Regions from separate parts of the Mus musculus genome. Here region 2 is linked to region 1. The links are chromatin contacts, called in public promoter capture Hi-C maps. All regions are on one chromosome and are shown on one strand. The core of a region is the stretch at or near the end of the contact, and the rest is flanking DNA. Distances in the headings are between cores, read along the strand shown. Region 1 holds the start of Fmr1os (FMRP translational regulator 1, opposite strand). Region 2 holds the start of Eola1 (endothelium and lymphocyte associated ASCH domain 1).

Region 1 (6,366 bases), core at 1,379-3,878:
GAACAAGGACCCCAGTTTTTCCATAATGGTCTTTACCTCTCATTTTTTGTAATCAATTTCACCAGAAAACGACTCAGCATGCTTCCACTTTATTTTTCCTGTTCACAGTCAATATTCTAAGTGTTGTAAAATTTGAACCTCTTTCAGGATAGTCAGTACCCTTCCCTTTATATAGACCAGTTGAAACAAACAAACAAACAACACCAAAACCAAACTTAAACACAATAGCAATTTTTCAATATACATTTTTAAAAAGCACTACATGTCCCCTCAGGGAATCAAAGGATAATTCATAACCTATTCCTTTTTTGTTCACCTTCAAATCAAGAAGTTGTTGGAATACAAAGCCAAGAAAAAAAGCAAGGGGATTAATAGTGGAAACAGAGCACTTTAAAAAAATATATTCCAGTCAGTTTTCAAGGAAAATTACTGGGGCCAATAAATCCTTCAAGAGTAGGATGTGGTACTTGCCCTCAATGGCAAGCCAACTTCATTAAAAGCCACTAACAGCGGACTCAAATCTAAGCTGTTATTAGAGATGAACAAAAATACTACTTAACTATTATCCCTTGCTCATCTGTGTCTCAGTGCCCCAACTCTAGCAACTAAAACTGTCATTCTAGAACCTAGAAACCTTCTAATGCAAACTAACCAAAACTAACCGGAACATTTTTTTTATTACAGCAAATTGAAAAATAACTGCACTGGTAAAATTAGTAACATAAATGTTGTGTTCTTTCTGTCTCCTATATTACAACAAAAGGGTATTTTTAGTATAAATTAGTATTTTACAAATTTCCTTGATTCGAGAATTTTATCTTCCACTAAATGTCTCCATAAACTTGGCAAAAGCATAATTTACTAAAGTCACTTTCCCGAGTTTAGCTTAGTATGTCCCACTTGAAATGTCCAAGTTATTCTATAATAAACTTAAAACTATTGGACAATGGCAAAAGCTATTTTCCATGCTTCCTTCCACGTGCACCTTCTGTTACTAAAATATTCTAGTGAGGTGGGGCCTTAGAGAGCTTATAAACATTCACAAAAGGAGAATTTATAATATTGCTAGATCTACATTTATGCAGTATCAAAAAAAAATCACACAATACTTAAGTTTAAAGTTCCTTGAAAAATATACGATGTTACTTGATATTCAATGGTATAAAAAAACTCTCAGTAGTTCCATGAATGCCCATTTAAAACCTCAAATATAGCTCACTGTAACACCGCAAAACTCAAAGCGAATATACTCAAGTTTATGCACTTCAGCGCACAGAACAAACATTCCAAACCGTCCTGGTAAAAATTCAGTAGCAATCGTACAGTCCCCGTTAATTTCCTGAAGTTCTGTGGCACAAATTCGGGTCCTCGAGAACTTAAACACAAAGGGAAATTTAAAATAAGCAGACTTGGTAATATTTTTAGAAGCCGCGACATGCTTATCCCTGAATTGCTCCCAGTTAGAAAGAGCCTCGGAGGCCGTGGATATACCGGCTCTGGCTAGCGTTTGAAACCGCTCTCTCAGATGTCATGGTCTTTCCGAAACTTTTAGATCTAAAACCCTCCTTGGAAATTCACAAAGAGGCCACTCAAGAGCAGTTGCCATTGTGATTCCGAGCTGCCGCCCGCTTCTTACTACTCCCTGCACACCCCTCGCCCAGAACCGGGGAGCTCTCCAAAGTCTGGACTGTGGGCCGAACGCGGAGCCCAAACCTCCTAACGGCCGCCCAAGCCTCGTAACGGCCGTTCGTCCAGCAGGGCTGGCGGCGGCCGGGCTGAAGCGCCCCCGGTTCCCGCACGGCTCCCCGCGTGTCAGGCCCCGAACCCACTGGGAGAGGATTATTTGGGAAAGCTGGACTAAGCCGCTGCCGCCACTTCCCGCGGCACCGGCCCCATGGCCGATCGGATCCCCTGTCCTCGCATTCCCGCTTCGCTGACAAACTCGGCCGCTCAACCGCCCTCGGCAACCCGCGCGTTCCGCCAGGCGCCGGGGCCTCAGGCGGGAGTCGGAACGCTGAGGCGGGCTCTAGGCCCCGACTCCGCCGCTCCCTCACATCCCACAGCCCGCCGCTCCCGCCGCGCCCGAGGGGCCCGCCCGCCACCCTGGACACGAGGGAGGGAGGGAGGCCGAGGACCGGGCCTGTCCGGTAGCCGGTTACCTTGTAGAAAGCGCCATTGGAGCCCCGCACTTCCACCACCAGCTCCTCCATCTTCTCGTCCGTCCTCGCGCCGGGAGCCCGCCTCCGGGAGGTGGGCTGCAGGCGCTTGAGGCCCAGCCGCCGTCGCCGCCGCCGCCGCCGCCGCGTTACCGCACGCCCCCCGGCAGCGGCGCCGCCGTCACTGCCACCGCCCGCGCTCGCCGTCCGTTTGCTTCACTGCCCGCCCTCTCAGGCGCGGCCCCTCACCGGAAGTGAAACCGAAACGCTCCCCAGCGCCTGACTGACTGAGGCCAAGGGCTCCGCTGCGCCTCCTGTAAACAGTCAAACGATGTCACGTGACCCGCGCAGCCCCTCCCCTTTGGCCCCGCCCTCTCCGCTCCGCCCTTGCCTCCTCTCGGGCAGTGGAGCACGCGCATGCGCCCTCCTGGGTACCTGCCTCAGGGTATCAGGGCGCACCCTTTGGCGCGCGCACTTGGTGAAAGGCGGGAAAGCGTAAAGGGCAGTACTAAGTCTGGCTGCCTGTGCCCGCCGCGGGGACTAGAGGCCTCTTCCGTACAGGAGGAAGCGAGGACATGGGAAAAGGCCTCCAGTTGTCGAAAATGGGGCCCGACCAGAAGTGGAGGGGCATTGGGTAGATTTTTCACGGCACTGGCGTGGGACCTGTTTGAACTGCAAGTCGCGGCGGGAGGGAAGTAAAAAAAAAGTGATAAATTCCATTGGAGAACACTTTGATCTAGGAACAGTGATAACTACATTGACCCTGACTTCTGGGACTCTTATGGCTAGGATGCAAAATAAATCGCTCTACTACCTAGTGATTTGGGGAAGTATTGTGGGAACTTTGAGTACTTTTTAAGGGCCAATAGGGTGTGCCAGAACTTCAGGAAATGTTATCCCTTTCTCAGACAGTCCCCCTCACACTTTCCGTTCATAGTTTTACTTGGAATTCGTAATAAAAAGAGCTGACAGAGAGAGTTGAACACTTGTTAATTCCTTTTTACTCGACTTCTGCCTCTTCTACATGCCCCCTGTACCAGAGGGAGGGCATCAGTAAAGCAGTCATGGGATCTGTCTATGTGCATCATTGGGTCCTTTCCATGCAGCTCTCTGCCTTTGCCTTCTACAGCAGAACCAAAATCACCTCCCCACCCCTTTGGCCTCTGTATTGGGCTTATATCCAGCCTGACCCATGCTCCTTTAATCCAGAAGGCTTGCATCCAACTGAGAAGTTCATTGAATGCCTACCATGTGCCAAGCACTGTCCTAAGTACTAGTGAGTCCTTGGTGAGGTAGCAACAAAAAGACTGTCACTATTGAAATTGGAACCTACAGGAGTAGATGTGCAAAATTCAACTTCTCAAAACCGTAAGTGTGGAGCTGGAGAGGTGGCTCAAGGGGGTAAAACATTTGCTATGCGAGCATGAAATCCTGAATTTTCTAATTCCTAGAATCTATAGAAAGCTGGGCCTAAGTGCCTAAATAAGCACTCCCACAAAGTTGATTCCCCAGAAGTTCACAGGTCAGTGTGCCTTATCTAGTTTCGAACAACAAAAAGAGAGACTCTGGGTAGAAGGCAAGGACTGCATTAGAAGTTGTACTGTGACCCCCACACATGTTTTGTGGCATATGTGTGGCCATACTCACACACATGGATGCTACACACACATACACGCATGAAGAAGATATAAATATGGAGTCACAACTGTGATGTGGTCTATAAAGTGTGGTTATATCTTTTACAGTTGGAAATGAGCCTGTCTGTGGTGTGAGATAAGTGAGCCCGGAAGCAAGATGATTCCAACTGGAATGTGACAAGAAAGACTTATTTGGAAGTGTGCACTTGAAAGAGCAAGGGTGAGTTGTCCTAAGCAGATGGTAGAGGGCTAGGATGTGAGGCTTCCAGTTCCCAGCCTGCCTCAGCCGGAACAATATTAATGTTGTTGCAACTCCAGCTTTAAAGCAGTGGATCAAGGGCCACATTCCTTGAGGCTATGGTAAACAGAAATGACCCATTGAACTAGGATCTTTGGAGTAGCCACAATATATTAAGAATCCTGTAGGGTTGAATACAAATCTCACCATAGACCAGATGGGGCATAACATTAGCTTTAACTCCAGTGATATAAAAGGGGACATATTGATTGAGAAGATTCTATCTTCCAAGTGTAAGATATGTAGTTTTCTCAGGGCTTTCAAACATATCAGTAATTCGCAAAGGTTACTGTCCTAAGACATAGTTTCATGATGTCATGACACTGTGCATAACTTTCTTTCCCCCTTAAAGTTATTAGGTAGAGTCCGATTGTGTAATTATTTCACTTCAGTTGCAAATATTTCAGTAAGCATTTATTTCAATTCTCAGCATGCTCACCATTAGTTCTTACATGGCCCCTCTTTTGCTCATATTATTGTGTATATTACTTGTCTCATTCTACTAGAAAACAGTTGTAATGTTTGACATATCATTAATAGTTTAAGATAGTGTTTTTAAGGACAGATTTTTTTGTAGGGCAGGTTGGCCACAACTCAGAATTAGTAGAGGCTATCCTTGAATTCCCTGTTCTTTCTTTACTTCTAGTGTGCTATATGTGTATGGCTTTTGCATACACAGACGTGGTACTGGACTGTAAATCTGTTTCTCACTGCTACCATTAAATCTGTATTTTTAAAATTGCTTTTGGGACAGTGTCTCAGTATTTATCCTTGGCAGGCCTTGAACACATGGTGATCTATTTGCTCCTGCTACCAAAGTACTGGGAATAAAGGCATATGCCACCATTCCCAGGGTCACGAAAACTCTTGTGTCTTCTTCATGCACTGTGGCAAGAATTTTGCGAGTGTGCTCTTACAGAGTTGTGTATGCACTTCCTGTTTCTTCTTTTGCACTGATTATAAAACAGGCTCTGAATGCTTAATATTTTACTGTCATTTACAATACAGTAGAATTATTTATTTACAGTTATTTTTCTCATTGGACTATTAGTACTATCTAGGCAGAAAAGATATCTTATTCACCCTTGTACTTTAGGTAGATTTTAAATGTTTGGTGTTTGTTCTCACTGTGGGGATATGTTGTGGCATTATCTTTCCTCTTTTAGATTTCTCTGGGGTGGGCTCATACTCTACACCTCACGGTGTGGGGGGGTCTCTCAATCCTAATCGGATACCAAATTCTTTCAGAGTCTTAGAGTCTACTCATGCATTATCCAGGCTTTCATTCTCCACCTGCTTCCCTATAGCCACTCTTGCCTTCTTTTTGTCAAGTCGCAAGACAAAATAATACCCCTGCTTATGTGCCATACCAATCAAACTGCCACCCCAAACACTCTGATGGGATTTCTGGTAATGTTTCTTTGGCTAAACCTAAAGTAATTATTTATTCAAGTCTTAATGTTTTATACATTCTGACATCTTTTATCCCTTCTGCCTCACATTCTAAATTTCACAATCATGATACTTCCTTTGATGTCTTGAAATTATCAGGCAAGTTGTTAGTCTTTTTCACTGGAATGTAAACTTAATTTTGAAAAAAAAAAAAAAAGATTGGTCTTTTATGTATTGCTTAAGTGCCTGTGTCACCAATGTCGGGAACACAGTAGATGGTTTCTAACTATTTATTGAATGAATGGGTAAGTGAATGAATGAATACATATTGAAGACTCAGCATAAATGACATCTGCTCCATGCCTATACTTCAGCATGTCTGGCCCTACTTTGGCCCCTATCTTCCATTAAATAACTGTCTGTTGTCTCTGCATCGATTTCTTCTATATTTCATGGTTTTGTAACTTGAGCCCTCTATGCCTTTTTATTCCTCAGTCCTAGCTGAAATGCCCTTCAAGACACTGCTTAAGTCAGACTTCTTTCATGTTATTTTCTCTGAACATATCACCTCGATTTGACCTCTCCTCTAAAACAGATATTCAAAAAATAGAATACCATGTTTTAGATGCATGCCTCTAAACCCAATCCAACATGGAGATAGAAGCAGAAGAATCAGAAGTTCAAGGGCATCTTCAGCTGCATAATGAGCTCTTGTCCAGTAGTAGGTACAGACCCCATCTAAAAAAAACTATCAAGGTAATGCTTACTGTAGGAAAATATTAAATGACAGTGTATTTGCATTTAAATGATAACAACTATAGTTAGAATGGATGGTATCCAAACATTCTGATATATTCCTATGATATTTTCACAACTGATATCT
Region 2 (6,366 bases), core at 1,819-4,318, 1.7 Mb before region 1:
AGGTACTTCAGCTGCAGATTGGTTAGCACAGCTTGAGTTTCCAGTTCCACAGCCTCCTCAGCAGTTAAGGTCTCTGGACACTGAAAAGTCTCTCCAATGTCAATAAGTCCTGGGCACAAAGACAGAAATATACAGATGTAGTCTCTTCTATACAACAAGGTTATCTTTATGACTGCAGGGTCAACTGATAGTGTATAATCAAAATGATTGATAGGAAATTGGGATTTTTCTCACTGAACATTGGAAACATGACCAACTGAACTAGGCAATCCTGGGTGAGACGGCCACAGGCTTTGGGAAAAAGAAGAGGGTGGCTTATGCTCCGTGAGTCCTGCATTAAAGAACAGTCAGGTTCTAGCATACTACTAAGGCTGGCATTTACTGAAAGAGAACCAGTCTTATCCAGGAAGCCCACAGTCAATAAGATTCCCAATTAGGTCAGTAGGTGACTAGTCGTATTAGATGTTGATTGGTGTCTTACTCAAGGTTCTTGTGAGAGGCATTACAAGCCAGGCAAGCAGCCTTACTCTATTAATGCTCCACTTTTTCAGTGTCTATGCTGTCATAGACCATGCCTTTTGCACATATTCATGCACACACAGTCTAATGCTACATGAGGCCTAGAGTTAAGACGTAACTGAGTCTGTGGAACCCAGACCTATTCACCTCATTCAAGTGACTTTGGTAGTCCTTAGTGAGTCTTCTTGGAAACTTTAGGACACGCCCTCTAACTAACAGCAAAACAGTGCCACCAATCTATCAAGCAGGATCCTGTTGGAATTGTCTACGTGGTATTTGGTACAGCCTCACTTACCAGCTATCACGCCTCTGCCGTACTTTTCTCCTGCCTGTAGTAAGGTCTGAATCTGTGTCCAGGTCATCCCCAACCTCTCCATGAGCACTTCCTGCCATTCATCATCTTCCCAGTCCTTGTGAGCAATGTGGATGGCAATGGTGTATTTCTGAACGCTGCTCAACAGGGGACGCCAACGTGTCTCAAGAGTCTTGACTCCATTTAAGATTAAACCAGCGTAGGGCTGCCGGAAGGATAGGCAGGGAAACTTCATTTTCCTCAGAGTCTCTGGGCCTAAAGATAGAAACACACCACAGCTGAGCTTTTCAGGCTCACATCCATTGGGCCTTGCCTTCCCCAGATGATTCCCATGTGCCCTGAAACTCCACTGAACTCAATGTGCTTCCTGTCACAGATTAATAATGTCCTGCTCTTAACCTCTGAGCCTAGGAGTGGGAGTGTTCAGGATCAGGTGTGGGGAGGGACAGGAAAGATGATCAGATGTCCATGAGAATGAATGAAAATCTCCAACTGACAGGGGCATGGAGGTGTGTGTGTGAATCTCCAGGATGAAATAGACCTGGGATAAGGGAGACACCCAAGAATCAAAGAGGGCGACCTTAACAGTGACTCACAGCATTGGGGATATGGAACCTGAAGAGGCCACTTCCTGTAGCCAGGCAGGAGCCCCAGTGGAGCAATAGAGACACCAACCCACCCACAAAACTTTCGACCCTAAATTTATCCTGTCTCCAAGAAATGCAGGGATGGGGATGGAACAGAGACTGAGGGAATGGCCAACCAAAACCAGCCCAACTTGAGACCCATCCCATGGGCAAGCACTAATTTGTGACATTATTAATGATATTCTGTTATGCTTGCAGACAGGAGCATGTTGTCCTCTGAGAGGCTCCACCCAGCAGTTGACTCAGAGAGATACAGAGACCCACAGCCAAACAGTGGATGGAACTTGGGGACTCTTATGGAAGAGTTGGGGGAAGGATGTGGACCCTAAAGGAGATAAAAACTCCACAGGAAGACCAATAGAGTCAACTATCCTGGACCTTTGGAGTTCTCAGGGACTGAATTCCTGCCCTGCCCTACCCCAATGACAGACTGTAACCTCTAAACTAACATAAACCTTTTTTTCCAGATCTGATTGTTCTGTGCGCATGTCTGGAAGACTCTGATTCCTGCCAAGGGCTCATGTTCCAACCAGCCCAGAATCCACCCATCTCACAAGAATCCTCAGGATTCCTTGCAATCTGGCTGCCCACGCGAAATATTTGCCCTCTTCTCATTTCACTCACTGCCCTGTAGCTAGAACAACTGAATACTCTTCCTCATGTTTCTGCAGATAAACCTGCTCTGTGGATGAAGAAGCTGCCCTTTTTGGTTTGTTTCTGCTTCTCCACTTACATAAGGAGAAGGTAGATAAAGGAAAAAAAAAAACACCAAGTAAAACTTAGTTTTGTTGGCTACTGGCAGCAGGAAAGGCTCAGCAAGCCTTAGAGATCAACAAGAGTTAGGGCTGTACATCTCACTCACAGCTTGGTTCTGCTATCATGTCAGTGGGAAGGTCCTTTTTTGTCTGGTACAAGAACCGCCTGATGTAGAAAGTTAATTCTGCAACTGGTTGCCATTATTAAGTCAAACATGCAATTTAACAGGAGAAAAATGATGCCACATAGAATGTGATTGCATGGAAATGCTCAGGTCTACCAAATCCCAGTGCCTTCAGTGTCAACTGGTATATTAGACTAGGCATAATAATACCAAAGGCCTCATAGTCTAGAGTGTCAGTGAATTCGTAGCCTAAAAGTAAGGAAGAAACAGTGCCCTGGAGCAGCACATTTGGTTTTCATCCGCCTGCATCCACACTGCATCACTTAGGAGAGACTGTGAAATGCTGGCAAGATGGGGCATGCAAAGACCGGTCTTGGGCTGGCCCAGCAGTTGGCGAAGCTGGAGGCTGGGGTGTCCTCAATGGGGTGGGGGATGGGGGCAAGCTCGAAGGCTCCGACTCAACAGGTTACCTGTGTCCTTTGGGTGCTGTGGGCCTCTCAGCTTTGTCACTTATCACGCGGCAGACTCCAGTTTACACCCAGTCCTTTCTCTCTCTTCCAGCGTTCCCGGAAGTCCGCCAGTACCAAAGACTCCTGAGAGTGGGTGGATAATGTCCGCTCTAAAGAAAGGAAAGCATTTGGCTATAGCCTTAACTTTAACTGGCGTTCTGGGACTTTAACTCTGACTGCTTTAAGAAGAGACCCAGAAACACATCCGTGCCCGAACTTACACAATTTACGTAAGCACGCACACCACGCCCATTTACACGAGTAAACATCCGCAGCCAATTAGAACTACAGGCACTATGCTACCCGGATAGGAAGGTACGGACTTGCGTAATTAAGCAGTAAGCGACATCGAATGCTAGAAGACACCGTTTTCTTAAAGCAATCTTGCAAATAAAGTGGGTCAGGGTCTGTAATAGGCGGTTGGGGAGGGAAAGAAGTGAGAAAAGGAGTGAGTGATTTAGTCGGCGGAGTCTGCAAAAACCCATGAAAGTAGGAGTAGGTTGCACTGCAGCAGGAGGGGCGGGATTGGGGATGTGAGGGAAGAGGCTTGTTGAGGAGGGGCCTAAAATTGGTCCAGGGCCAAAGCTGTTTGAATCCCGAGGTTAGGCATTGGGGTGGGGTGGGGTGGGGCTGTGAGCACCTGATAGAGGTTGGGAATGGGAGTTTGTGCTCTGAAGAATCCTTGGGAACAGTTAGGAATTACGGGTGCTTGGAATCTGGGCCTGTTGTGAGTGCAGACCTGAGTGGGTGGAGCTACTGGGATACTAGGGCGGAGCTTTGGATCCCCACTTAACTCGGTTCAGATCTGCTTAAGGAGAAGGAAGGGCTGTGCAAGCTGAAGTGGTGGACCAGACTGTCAGTACTCAGCAAGGTGGTTAGGGCCTCAAGAGTACCAGCCAGGGCTATGTGTGGTGAGATTTTGTTGACAGAGCTGAGCTTTGGATGCTGGCTTTACTTGCTGGAGGGATACAGGGGAAGGAGGGCGTGCCTGTGAGTGGGAGCCGAATTATACATGATGGACAGTGCTATGCATGCTGAAGTAGAGGTTGAACGTGGTTCAGTGACTGGTGACATATGAAGTAGGAACAGAGCTTTGGATAGTATTTTTGGGGGGGGGTTATACAATAGATTTATTCTTAGCTTTTTGAGAAATGTTCACACTGTTTTTCTGAGTTGCCATACTAGTCTGCAATCCCATTAACAGCAAATATGAGTTATCTTTCTCTACATCCTTATCAGCATTTGTTGTTGCTTATTCTTTTTTTAATATTTTTATTACATATTTTCCTCAATTACATTTCCAATGCTATCCCAAAAGTCCCCCATACCCTCCCCCCCACTTCCCTACCCACCCATTCCCATTTTTTTGGCCCTGGCGTTCCCCTGTACTGGGGCATATACAGTTTGCTTGTCCAATGGGCCTCTCTTTCCAGTGATGGCCGACTAGGCCATCTTTTGATACATATGCAGCTAGAGTCAAGAGCTCCGGGGTACTGGTTAGTTCATAATGTTGTTCCACCTATAGGGTTGCAGATCCCTTTAGCTCCTTGGGTACTTTCTCTAGCTCCTCCATTGGGAGCCCTGTGATCCATCCACTAGCTGACTGTGAGCATCCACTTCTGTGTTTGCTAGGCCCCAACCTAGTCTCACAAGAGACAGCTATATCTGGGTCCTTTTGATAAAATCTTGCTAGTGTATGCAATGGTGTCAGCGTTTGGATGCTGATTATGGGGTGGATCCCTGGATATGGCAGTCTCTAGATGGTCCATCCTTTTGTCTCAGCTCCAAACTTTGTCTCTGTAACTCCTTCCATGGGTGTTTTGTTCCCAATTCTAAGGAGGGGCATAGTGTCCACACTTCAGTCTTCATTCTTCTTGAGTTTCATGTGTTTACCAAATTGTATCTTATATCTTGGGTATCTTAGGTTTTGGGCTAATATCCACTTATCAGTGAGTACATATTGTGTGAGTTCCTTTGTGAATGTGTTACCTCACTCAGGATGATGCCCTCCAGGTCCATCCATTTGGCTAGGAATTTCATAAATTCATTCTTTTTAATAGCTGAGTAGTACTCCATTGTGTAAATGTACCACATTTTCTATATCCATTCCACTATTGAGGGACATCTGAGTTCTTCTCAGCTTCTGGATATTATAGATAAGGCTGCTATGAACATAGTGGAGCATGTGTCCTTATTACCAATTCAAACATCTTCTGGTTATATGCCCAGGTAAGGTCTTGCTGGATCTTCCTATAGTACAATGTCCAATTTTCTGAGGAACCGCCAGACGGATTTCCAGAGTGGTTGTACAAGCCTGCAATCCCACCAACAATGGAGGAGTGTTCCTCTTTCTCCACATCCTCACCAGCATCTGCTGTCACCTGAATTTTTGATCTTAGCCATTCTGACTGGTGTGAGGTGGAATCTCAGGGTTGTTTTGATTTGCATTTCCCTGATGATTAAGGATGTTGAACATTTTTTCAGGTGCTTCTCTGCCATTCGGTATTCCTCAGGTGAGAATTCTTTGTTCAGTTCTGAGCCCCATTTTTTAATGGGGTTATTTGATTTTCTGAAGTCCACCTTCTTGAGTTCTTTATATATGTTGGATATTAGTCCCCTATCTGATTTAGGATAGGTAAAGATCCTTTCCCAATCTGTTGGTGGTCTTTTTGTCTTATTGATGGTGTCTTTTGCCTTGCAGAAGCTTTGGAGTTTCATTAGGTCCCATTTGTCAATTCTTGAGATAGTATTATAATAAAGGCCCAGAAACGCTGAAAGAGGACAGGGCCATTTGAGATATGAGGGTGAGATTGTGGATGAGACTGTTAGTACCGACTTGGGTCTCTAAAGTGCTGGCCAGGACTGTGAATTGTGAATGTGACAGCAGGACTGAGCTTTAAATCCTGATATAATGTGATAGAAGGCCATTGAAGGAATAGGGCACGGCTGTGTATGCTGACAAAAGAGTGGCTTGTGTATGCTGTACAGGTTGAGGGCACTGCTGTGACTAGTGATGTAGGAAGTGAAGGAGGAGGAGTCGGGCCGTTTGTGATGATGTAGGAGCGACACACAGGTAGGGCACTGCTCTCTGGGTTAGTAGTGGTACGTCGTACTGTGTATGTTGATGTCCAATGGTGGGCAGGACTGTGCACACTATGGTTGAAGTGGTGGGCAGTGCTGTGTGTGTGGAGGTAGGAGAGGTAGGTGGTGTTTCGAGCGTTGCCCTGGGCACTTAGGGTTTACAGAGTACTGGGAAAGGGCCATAGGTATTAATTTATGGAAGGGGAGGGATAACTTTGAATACTGACATACTATGACAGAGGATCACTGGAGAGAGAAGAGCAAGACTGTATGCTAAAGTAGGAGTGGCGGGCTTAGCTGTGAGTGCTGACCAAGGTGAGCTGTGTCTCAGGAGTAATGGGGATGGTTGTCAATGGTAAGATATGAAGTGGGGGTGGAACTTTGGATATTAATACAACATGATGCAGGACCACTGGA

The links. Capture Hi-C pulls out chosen DNA fragments and counts their contacts.
Region 2: a contact with region 1 is called in a promoter capture Hi-C map of liver, with 3 times the contacts expected there. The contact joins the promoter of Eola1 here to the promoter of Fmr1os in region 1. A contact is called at or near these places in 4 of 39 promoter capture datasets (cranial neural crest, frontonasal cranial neural crest, hippocampal neurons and 1 more), 2 of 115 datasets of contacts at active chromatin or transcription factors (astrocytes and large pre-B cells) and 2 of 9 other capture datasets (adipose tissue and liver).

Annotation. Positions count from the first base shown.
Region 1 is chrX:68,674,661-68,681,026 of GRCm38.p6, reverse strand. Fmr1os (FMRP translational regulator 1, opposite strand) reads left to right here and starts at 2,628. Exons shown (of 4, transcript NR_033481.1): 1 at 2,628-2,847; 2 at 3,902-4,013. Fmr1 (FMRP translational regulator 1) reads right to left here and starts at 2,486. Exons shown (of 17, transcript NM_008031.3): 1 at 2,160-2,486. The coding sequence starts at 2,210.
Region 2 is chrX:70,382,615-70,388,980 of GRCm38.p6, reverse strand. Eola1 (endothelium and lymphocyte associated ASCH domain 1) reads right to left here and starts at 3,068. Exons shown (of 3, transcript NM_026787.2): 1 at 2,830-3,068; 2 at 815-1,087; 3 at 1-109. The coding sequence starts at 1,067. It also overlaps a transcript of Ids not described here.